Linked DNA regions of Arachis hypogaea: region 2 is linked to region 1. The links are chromatin contacts, called in public Hi-C maps. All regions are on one chromosome and are shown on one strand. The core of a region is the stretch at or near the end of the contact, and the rest is flanking DNA. Distances in the headings are between cores, read along the strand shown.

Region 1 (4,040 bases), core at 935-3,434:
AGGCATTTCGTCAAACACTCTGCGTCCAGAAGGAAGGTCTCCAATTTTAACATACATGTTAAGCAAATGGTTTTGAAGAAAAAGTGTTATAGGAAGACATCCTTTGATGAACCTGGCGTGAATTGCTCTTCCACCGTGCAAGTTCCAATCTTTCGCATATCCACGCAACAGATTCGAGTAGGTATTCTCCCCTGCGTCCATGGTGTGGCAGTTTCTCATTACAAAACATGCCCAAAACTGAAGTGGCAAAGAACATGTTTGTGTTTTTTTAACAGCTAGTGCAAATGCAAATGGGCATCAGGAGGAGCAGTCTCACAAGCCCGCAGAAGAAACAGCGGAAAGAGTTGATTTAGAGAGTGCTGTTACAGAGGATGGTGAACCTGCTGAGCCAAAGAATGATTCAGAGACTAAGGGTGTTCATGGTGTGGTTTGGTTCTGTTTTTTAAGAAAAGAAGTCATCCAATCCAACTTTATATGAATTCTTCAATTGGTTTGGTTCAGTTTCTCGGTTTTTCAATTAATTCGAAAAAGTAACTTGTCCTACTTATATCCGGTATCCTAATAACTTGTCCTATGATATTTTCAACAAAAAAATATGCAACAAAAATAACACGTTTAATTTCACACAGTCATAACATAAAATCACTCAACACAATAACTAACAAAAGTCTTGATACAAGAAGTTCGACGACAAAAGAAATTACAATACAACAATTAAAGTCATGAAAGGTTCAACAATCAACACAACAAAAGATAAAAACTAGTTTCTCTTAATTTTTCCAACAAAAGGCAGCCAGCCACCTTTTGATCTTCTCCAGCAAAAGAGCAAAACATCTTTAAGCAAATAAACATCTTTAAGAAAAATTAGCACCAATTATTTAGAATTTATAATCAAATAATCAAAACTAACCAACAGATTAGTAGTGACCACTGACCACTGAATTTGCAAACAGAATCACAGAACAAAAGCAGAAATTTGAAAAACAGAACAAAAAACAGAATTTGAAACTTACAAAGAGCAAAAAAAATTTAAGTGATAAATATTTAGTTTGTTCGGTTTTCAATTTGTTAAGTTATTGATTTTTTTTCAGTTGTTCGATTTTGTTCGGTTTTAAAACATCGCTAGACTTTGTATAAGTCAGACAAAAAACTCATCCAAGTAGCCTTCATTAATAGAGCAAAGAAGGCTCAAAACATAATAGCACTTGGATGATATTGATACCCCAATAATTCTAGAAGCTTTTTCTTAATATAACAGAACTGGATTCGAACAAAACAACATAAGCGCAACAGAGACTCAAAGAAAACAATTGACTACATTTTGTCCTTATTGGCACATAAAATAACAAGATGGGAAATCACAACAACAATAAATTAGGACCAGTAACACCAACAAATTTTACTCAACAAAAAATTAGGACCATCAACAACATATTAGGAGCAGCAACACAAATCAACAAAAATTCAGATACAACTATCACTCTTTCAGTGCTCTAACCCAAAATCTGTTCTCAAACAACAACAAATTATACTAAAAAATTTTCAACAACAAAAAACAAAAAATTAGGAATTATTATCAAATAAAAAATTAGGACCAGCAACAACAAATTAGGGCCAGTGACAACAACAAATTTTACTCTAAAAATTGGTGAATATACTGACCTCCGAATAAAACATTGTTGAGTTGCAGGAGAGGGCTTGAACTTCTGCTATTGCCCAACGAGGAGAGGACTGCTCGGTGACGGCCTACTGCGACGACGCGAACTGCTGCCACATCCCAAAAAGATGCGGTTTCTTGGTGACAGCGAGGGCTTCTTGGCGACAGAGAGGGCTGCTCGGTTTACCGCGACGGCTGGCGCTCTCTGCTACGGCTGCGCGGAGAAGAGCGCTGCGGTTGGGACTTGCGACGGCACGATGAGAGCGAAGACGAAGGCTCCCCTGCTCCTGCGTGAGAAGGATGGAGGAGAAGGAATGGTCGAATAGAGGATGGACTGCTCAGTGCTCACTCTCTCAGAGCATACGTCGAGGAGGAGGATGGGAATTCAGAACAAAAAAAATGACGGAGGGAGGCGCTGCGTGACTTACTTAAGGTTAGGGCCAGAGTTTTGTTTCTACTTTCTAGGTTAAAAGGCAAAATAGCACAAGTCCTGTCGCTATATGGCTGCGTTTGTTTTGTGTAAGTACTGAAACATAGACATAAAATATTTGTGTCTATATATATTGTTTGAATATGATAGACATATTATTAGTATAATGTCTAATATTATGTTTGGTTTACAAAGAATAAGACACTACCTAATTGAAAATGACTATTTTATCCTGTTAATTTAAATTAAAAATTAAATAATTAAAAGAAAGAAAAAGACAAAAGCTATTCAGATTCCTATTTTTCCTAAGTTGGTTCGAGGGTTTCTCCTTCTATCCCCAGAAATCTCTCTTCTCCCTAGTTGGCGTCTTCATTCTTCGCCTTTTCTTGGATCTTTTCGGTGCGGTTCCTCCTCGTCAAGGATTCTTCTTCTTCGAGGTGAATCTCTCTGGTTCTTCTTCTGCTCTTTTTTTCCTTTTCTCCTTCTTCTTCTTGATTGTTGTGTGGGTGTTCGCAAATCCACTTTTGTTACCGTGTGTTTGATGATTTGTTTCTGGGTTTAGGATATCAGGTTCAAGTATGGAGTCAATGTGGACCCTTCGAAACTCCAAATTCTCCCGGATTCAGCTGATCTTCCAGTGGTTGGGAAGCCTTTATATGGACTTGTCTCTGATTTAATCCACATTTGTGACTAGCATCAAGTTTCCCACACAACCCTTGGAGGTAAGAACCCAATGTCAAATTGAATTCACATCCCGTTTTGTTTTTCTATCTGATTTTAGTCACACTAACTCCAAGTTGGACAATTTGTTAGTTAGGAATTTCAGTAATTTGTTTTTAATTTCACGGTATTAGTGAAAACAGAGAGAAAATAAAATTGATTGCTTTCATGTGATTGTTGTTATTATCATAAGAATTGATTGAAACCACCTCATTTGATGTGATTTTTTGTGGGTTGATTTCAAAAAACACTACTGCATAAAGGAAACAAAGAATTCTCCAAAAGCATTAGGATTAAGAAACTTATTTGATATTATCTCTTAAATTGAATCTGAATTTTTTTGCTATTTTTATTATTGTCTTTTTATTATCTCTTAATATTGGCAGATATTGCAATGCAATTAGTCATAATAATACTCAAATAGGTGTTATGGTTAAAACCTCAAAAATCTTATTTGTGTCTCTGCATGATGCATTCCATTTTTCTAATAGGATTAGTGTATGTAAGCCTACTCTTCTTTTCGCAATTATTTCCTATGTATGTTGAGATAAATAATTAATCAATATTGGTGGAAACATCTTTTTAATTTCTAGCTTGTTAAATCAGAATTGGATGAAATGTTCATGATACATTTTTTCTCTATTTATCATCTAAAAGTCTAAAACTGATGCTTTGATTTCTATTAGGTTTTCTGGCTTTTGTGCAAGCATCTTCTATGTTGTATAATATAGATAGCTTTCAATTGAATCAATCAAAAGGCATTTACACTTGTTGTTGCTTAGTGATAATCATATCTATCAAATCTTTGAATTATTTCCATCATTGTAGTTTGCTGTTTTTTAAGTTTTTACGGATGATATAACTGTTTCCTAAATTCCCATTTACTTCTATATGCAGGTTTGTTGTAGGCATTGTCGTGGTTAGTCATAGCAATCTATCCATCAAGCATGTTGATTTTCACAAAATCTGTATACATCCTCCATCAACCAAGATCTCTTAGTCATATTCCTCAGGACTACAACTCAGCTTCCAATTCTTGATAACCATTTCTATTTTTGTTAAAGCTGTCTTGGTCTCCCAAAGAGTACATCTGCAGGGACAAGAAAACTATTCTCACAGCTACTGGTTGCTTTAAGAATAGCATAAGAGTTATATTAGCATAGGTTTTGGAAATACACAATTGTTTGTTAAATTCTTCACTTGTAATGAACTTGTATGAATTGAAAATTCAAT
Region 2 (3,844 bases), core at 744-3,243, 150 kb after region 1:
CTTGGAAACACAATCCTTTGGATCCTCATTCTCCACAATCAAATCGAATTTTTGCAATTCAGTTGACTCTGCTTCCTTTTCCTTAGCATAGATCTCAATAAAGCCATCCATGCCAATCTCAGAGCCATTCCTTGTATCACAAGGCACCTTCATATTTGATTTCCGAGGACTCAAAGCATCAAGCATATTGCTCTTCTGCTTCTTCAGGAGTCGCCGCCTTGCTGTCACGAAATTCTTGAGCGGAGGCAAGTCTGCATGCTGGTGACCATTAAGAGAACAATAAGTGTACGGACAAACCTTGGCCATAGAAGTTCCCTCCGACTCGCTTCCCCCGGGATTAAGCATGAGGTATGCCGGAAACTTTGAGTCCTTCAATGTCGAAGAACAAGTGGGTCTGGCTGTCGATTTTTTCGGACAAGCTCTAGAAGAAGCTTTGAAACTAGTAGTCTTTGTTAAGGATCTCACCAGACTCAAACTTGATGATCTTGTCAAATTCTTTGCAGATTTTTTGTTGGAAACAGAGCCAGCTACTTTCTTTGAATCACTTGAGAATTTCTTTTGAAGACTCTTGGAATCATTAGTACTAGGTTGAGTAGCAGTGTTTTTTAGGCTCACTGGGAAAAGTTCCTTTTTCGCATGTGAACTGCTTGTGGGCTTCATGTAATTTGGAGAATTTCCATCAAATGTTCTCACCTGCATTTCGGAAACACAAATACAAGAATTAAATATGATTCTGTATGCTTCTTAAATATATTGATAAAAATTAAAAATGTTAAATTACTATTTTAGTTTTTATAATTTCACCAAATTTATTATTAACTTTTTATAATATGAAAGTTTTTAGTTAGAACTCTGCACAATTTTAATTTTTGTAAATAGGTATTTCTTTCTAAAAAACGTTAAAGTTAACGACATATTTCTCTCCAAATTAAAAATACTCCCTCACACTTAACAGTTTTGACACCCTAAAAATTTAATTACAAAATTTAAAACAGTATATGAACCTTGTTAAGAGCTTTTAAACTATACAAATTCAATTATAAATTTAGTAAAATTATAACTACTAACATAATAAATTTACCAATAAAAATATTAATCTAATACCTTATACGTATATAATACAATCCATAAGTAACATTGAAATGTTTGTCTACGATAGTTTTCTCACCGGAGTATTCTGCTTTTGTGGGGAAGCTGCTGGTGTAGTAGTTCTTGGAACATGAAGAGATGATGGCGGTGGCTTTCCCGGCTGGGATGTGAATCTTCTAGAAGGCGATTGAAGAGCCTCAATATCAGAAAGATTGATTGACCTTATTGGTTTCTTAATTTTCTTCTTCATGTCCGTACCTTTGCTTTTTCCATCTTGGTTCTGAGAAGACAAAGAAGCAGAAGAAGAAAGCTTCATGTTTGTGAAGCGCTTCTCTGGTTTGTTAATATGATCACCTTTGATACCAACCTTCTTTAGTACCTTCTTTTGAACCATATTTATTAATTCCTTTCTCTTCCTTGGCTTTGTGGAGTTCAATAAGGGGAAGGAAAGAAACCTTGTAGTTTAAGCTTTGTCTGTCTTATGGTGAAATGAAAAGAAAAGGAAAGAAAAGGCTTAGAGAAAACCAAACTAAGAACAGAGAGAGATTCTTGATTCTTCTCTGCCCTTTTGGGTTTTCATTTTGCCATTTGGGTTGGTGCTGCTTCTTAATAGGTTTTCTTTTTGTCTTTGTATTTATTCATTTATTAATTATTTATTTTGTTTGTTTCAACGACTTTTAAGTGTGTGGTTCGGCAGATGATGGAATTTGAATATGAGAAAATGGCTCCTGTAACAGGCGCCTGATGCTGACTTCCACTAACATTATGTTATGATTTTGGGTCCCTTAATGCTTGATACTTTTTTTTAGCACTAGTCATGCTTTTTGGGAAACATATCCCATGCAAAAATCCACTTGTTTGCTTTTAGTTTTTCATGTGCTACCTTACAATCAAAAGTTATCAACAAAAAATATCTCAAGAGTATTAATTCAGTGTGTTAAAGTGAAAAGACTTGGAAAGTTCAGTTTTTTTTTTTTTATGATAATTTTCTATTTGTGAATTGTGATTACTGTTGTTAATTAGTAAAACTCATTCTTTTTTCTACTCTTAATTTGTGAAGTGTAATTTTAAAAGAACATAAAATCATCTCTTATTAATGGAATAAATTGTATTTATTTTATATATTTTTCCAACAATATAAAGTATTTTAGTTTCCTACAAAATTATTTTAAGTTAATATTTTTATATATTTTATTTTTAATGATAAAATACTAAAACTAAAATAGTTTACTGAATAATAATTTGATTCAGTCAAAAAATTATTTTTTACTGAATAAAAATCATGCTATATATATGTATAATAAAAATTACTCATCACGATTAAAATACATATTTGACCTCTCAAAAAAATTATTATACTATTATAAATAAATTTCATTATTCACTATTATTACAAGTTACATTATTTTACTATTACAGATTTAATTATTCTAATAATTAATTCTTTAGTTGAAAAGTATATAAATTAATAAATACATACACATATAGAGCTTGTTTAGGTGAGCTTATAAGAAAAGATATTTTTTCGAGTTATTTTTTATTTTAAAGATCTTATGAAAAAATAAAAGTAATTTTATGTTTGGGTATCTCATGCAAAAAGATATTTTTATTTATCAATTATGTTTGGGTATAACAATCTAAAAGTAATTTTTTTGTTTATTTATTACATGAAAAACATCTTTTTTTTAAGGAAAAAAACTTTTTAAAAAAAGATGTAAATTACAACTTCTCAAAAAAGATGTCTTTTTATTTTTTTAGTGTTTTTATTGTTACTATTAAAAATTTGCCAAACACATTAAAAAATAAAAAAAGATATTTTTACAATAAAAAAAATTTTTTTTTATTAAAATAATGGCATCCAAACAAGTACATAATGAGCTAATTTTAATGTATATGAAAGTAGTTTTGTTATCCATCAAGAAACAAATACATATATATATATATATATATATATACATATATATATATATATTATTGTATGGTATTTTTCTAAAATAAGTTAAAAAAATGCATGACTTATTTTAATGATGAAGAAAAGAATGTTTAGATATCTATCAAGATTCAAGAAATTAAAAAGTAGTGTCATTTTATCAAGAAATAACGAACGATGATTTAATTTGTTTAACAGTTAAAAAAAATTATTTCTCATCCGTTCAACACTAGCACATAAAAAAAAAATCCAAAAATCTATAAATGGAGAAACATTTAAATTTATATAAAAGCAACCATCATATAACAAAATAAATCATACAAAATACTTAAAATATTAATATCTAAAACCTCATTAAAAAAACATACAAAACGAAATAAATGAACCTACTAAAGGAAAAAAAAAGCCAAAAGAACGATCAAAACGTTTAAAAACGACCATCCGACATTACATAAAAAAACATCCACAATCTAATACTCAACAAATATTCTATTTTCGACTAAAAAAAATTATTCTCCACATATAAACTATTTTACTATATAATTATATACAAGTTATTTTTTTCTAAATCACTCTCACGTGCGCGTCTTACGCACGCACATTTCACACGCCTCTTAATTTAACAGATTTCAATCAATGCACACACATTCTTTTTCTTCTCCTCCTCCTCCTCATTTTTCGTTATCATCGTCACCAACACCACCAACTCCTCTTCTTCCTTCTTCTTTTTTCATTGGAATTTCTCCTCCTCCTTCCTTTTTCTCCTTCTCCTCCTTATCTCGTTGTTGAAAATAATGAATAATTCAAGTTTAGATTATTAATTGA

What was found. Hi-C and Micro-C count contacts between places; a contact is called where the count stands out from the background.
Region 2: a contact with region 1 is called in a Hi-C map of leaf, with 2.3 times the contacts expected there. The contact joins the promoter of LOC112703380 here to the promoter of LOC112703376 in region 1. A contact is called at or near these places in 2 of 8 Hi-C or Micro-C datasets (both in leaf).

The regions. Positions count from the first base shown.
Region 1 is chr7:71,555,267-71,559,306 of arahy.Tifrunner.gnm2.J5K5, forward strand. LOC112703376 (pentatricopeptide repeat-containing protein At2g13600) reads right to left here and starts at 2,185. Exons shown (of 3, transcript XM_025754799.3): 1 at 1,663-2,185; 2 at 113-380. The coding sequence starts at 158. LOC112704128 (a long non-coding RNA gene) reads left to right here and starts at 2,378. Exons shown (of 3, transcript XR_003154796.3): 1 at 2,378-2,524; 2 at 2,650-2,809; 3 at 3,705-4,040.
Region 2 is chr7:71,705,003-71,708,846 of arahy.Tifrunner.gnm2.J5K5, forward strand. It overlaps LOC112703380, which reads right to left and starts at 1,994. Exons shown (of 3, transcript XM_025754802.3): 1 at 1,169-1,994; 2 at 1-693. The coding sequence starts at 1,483.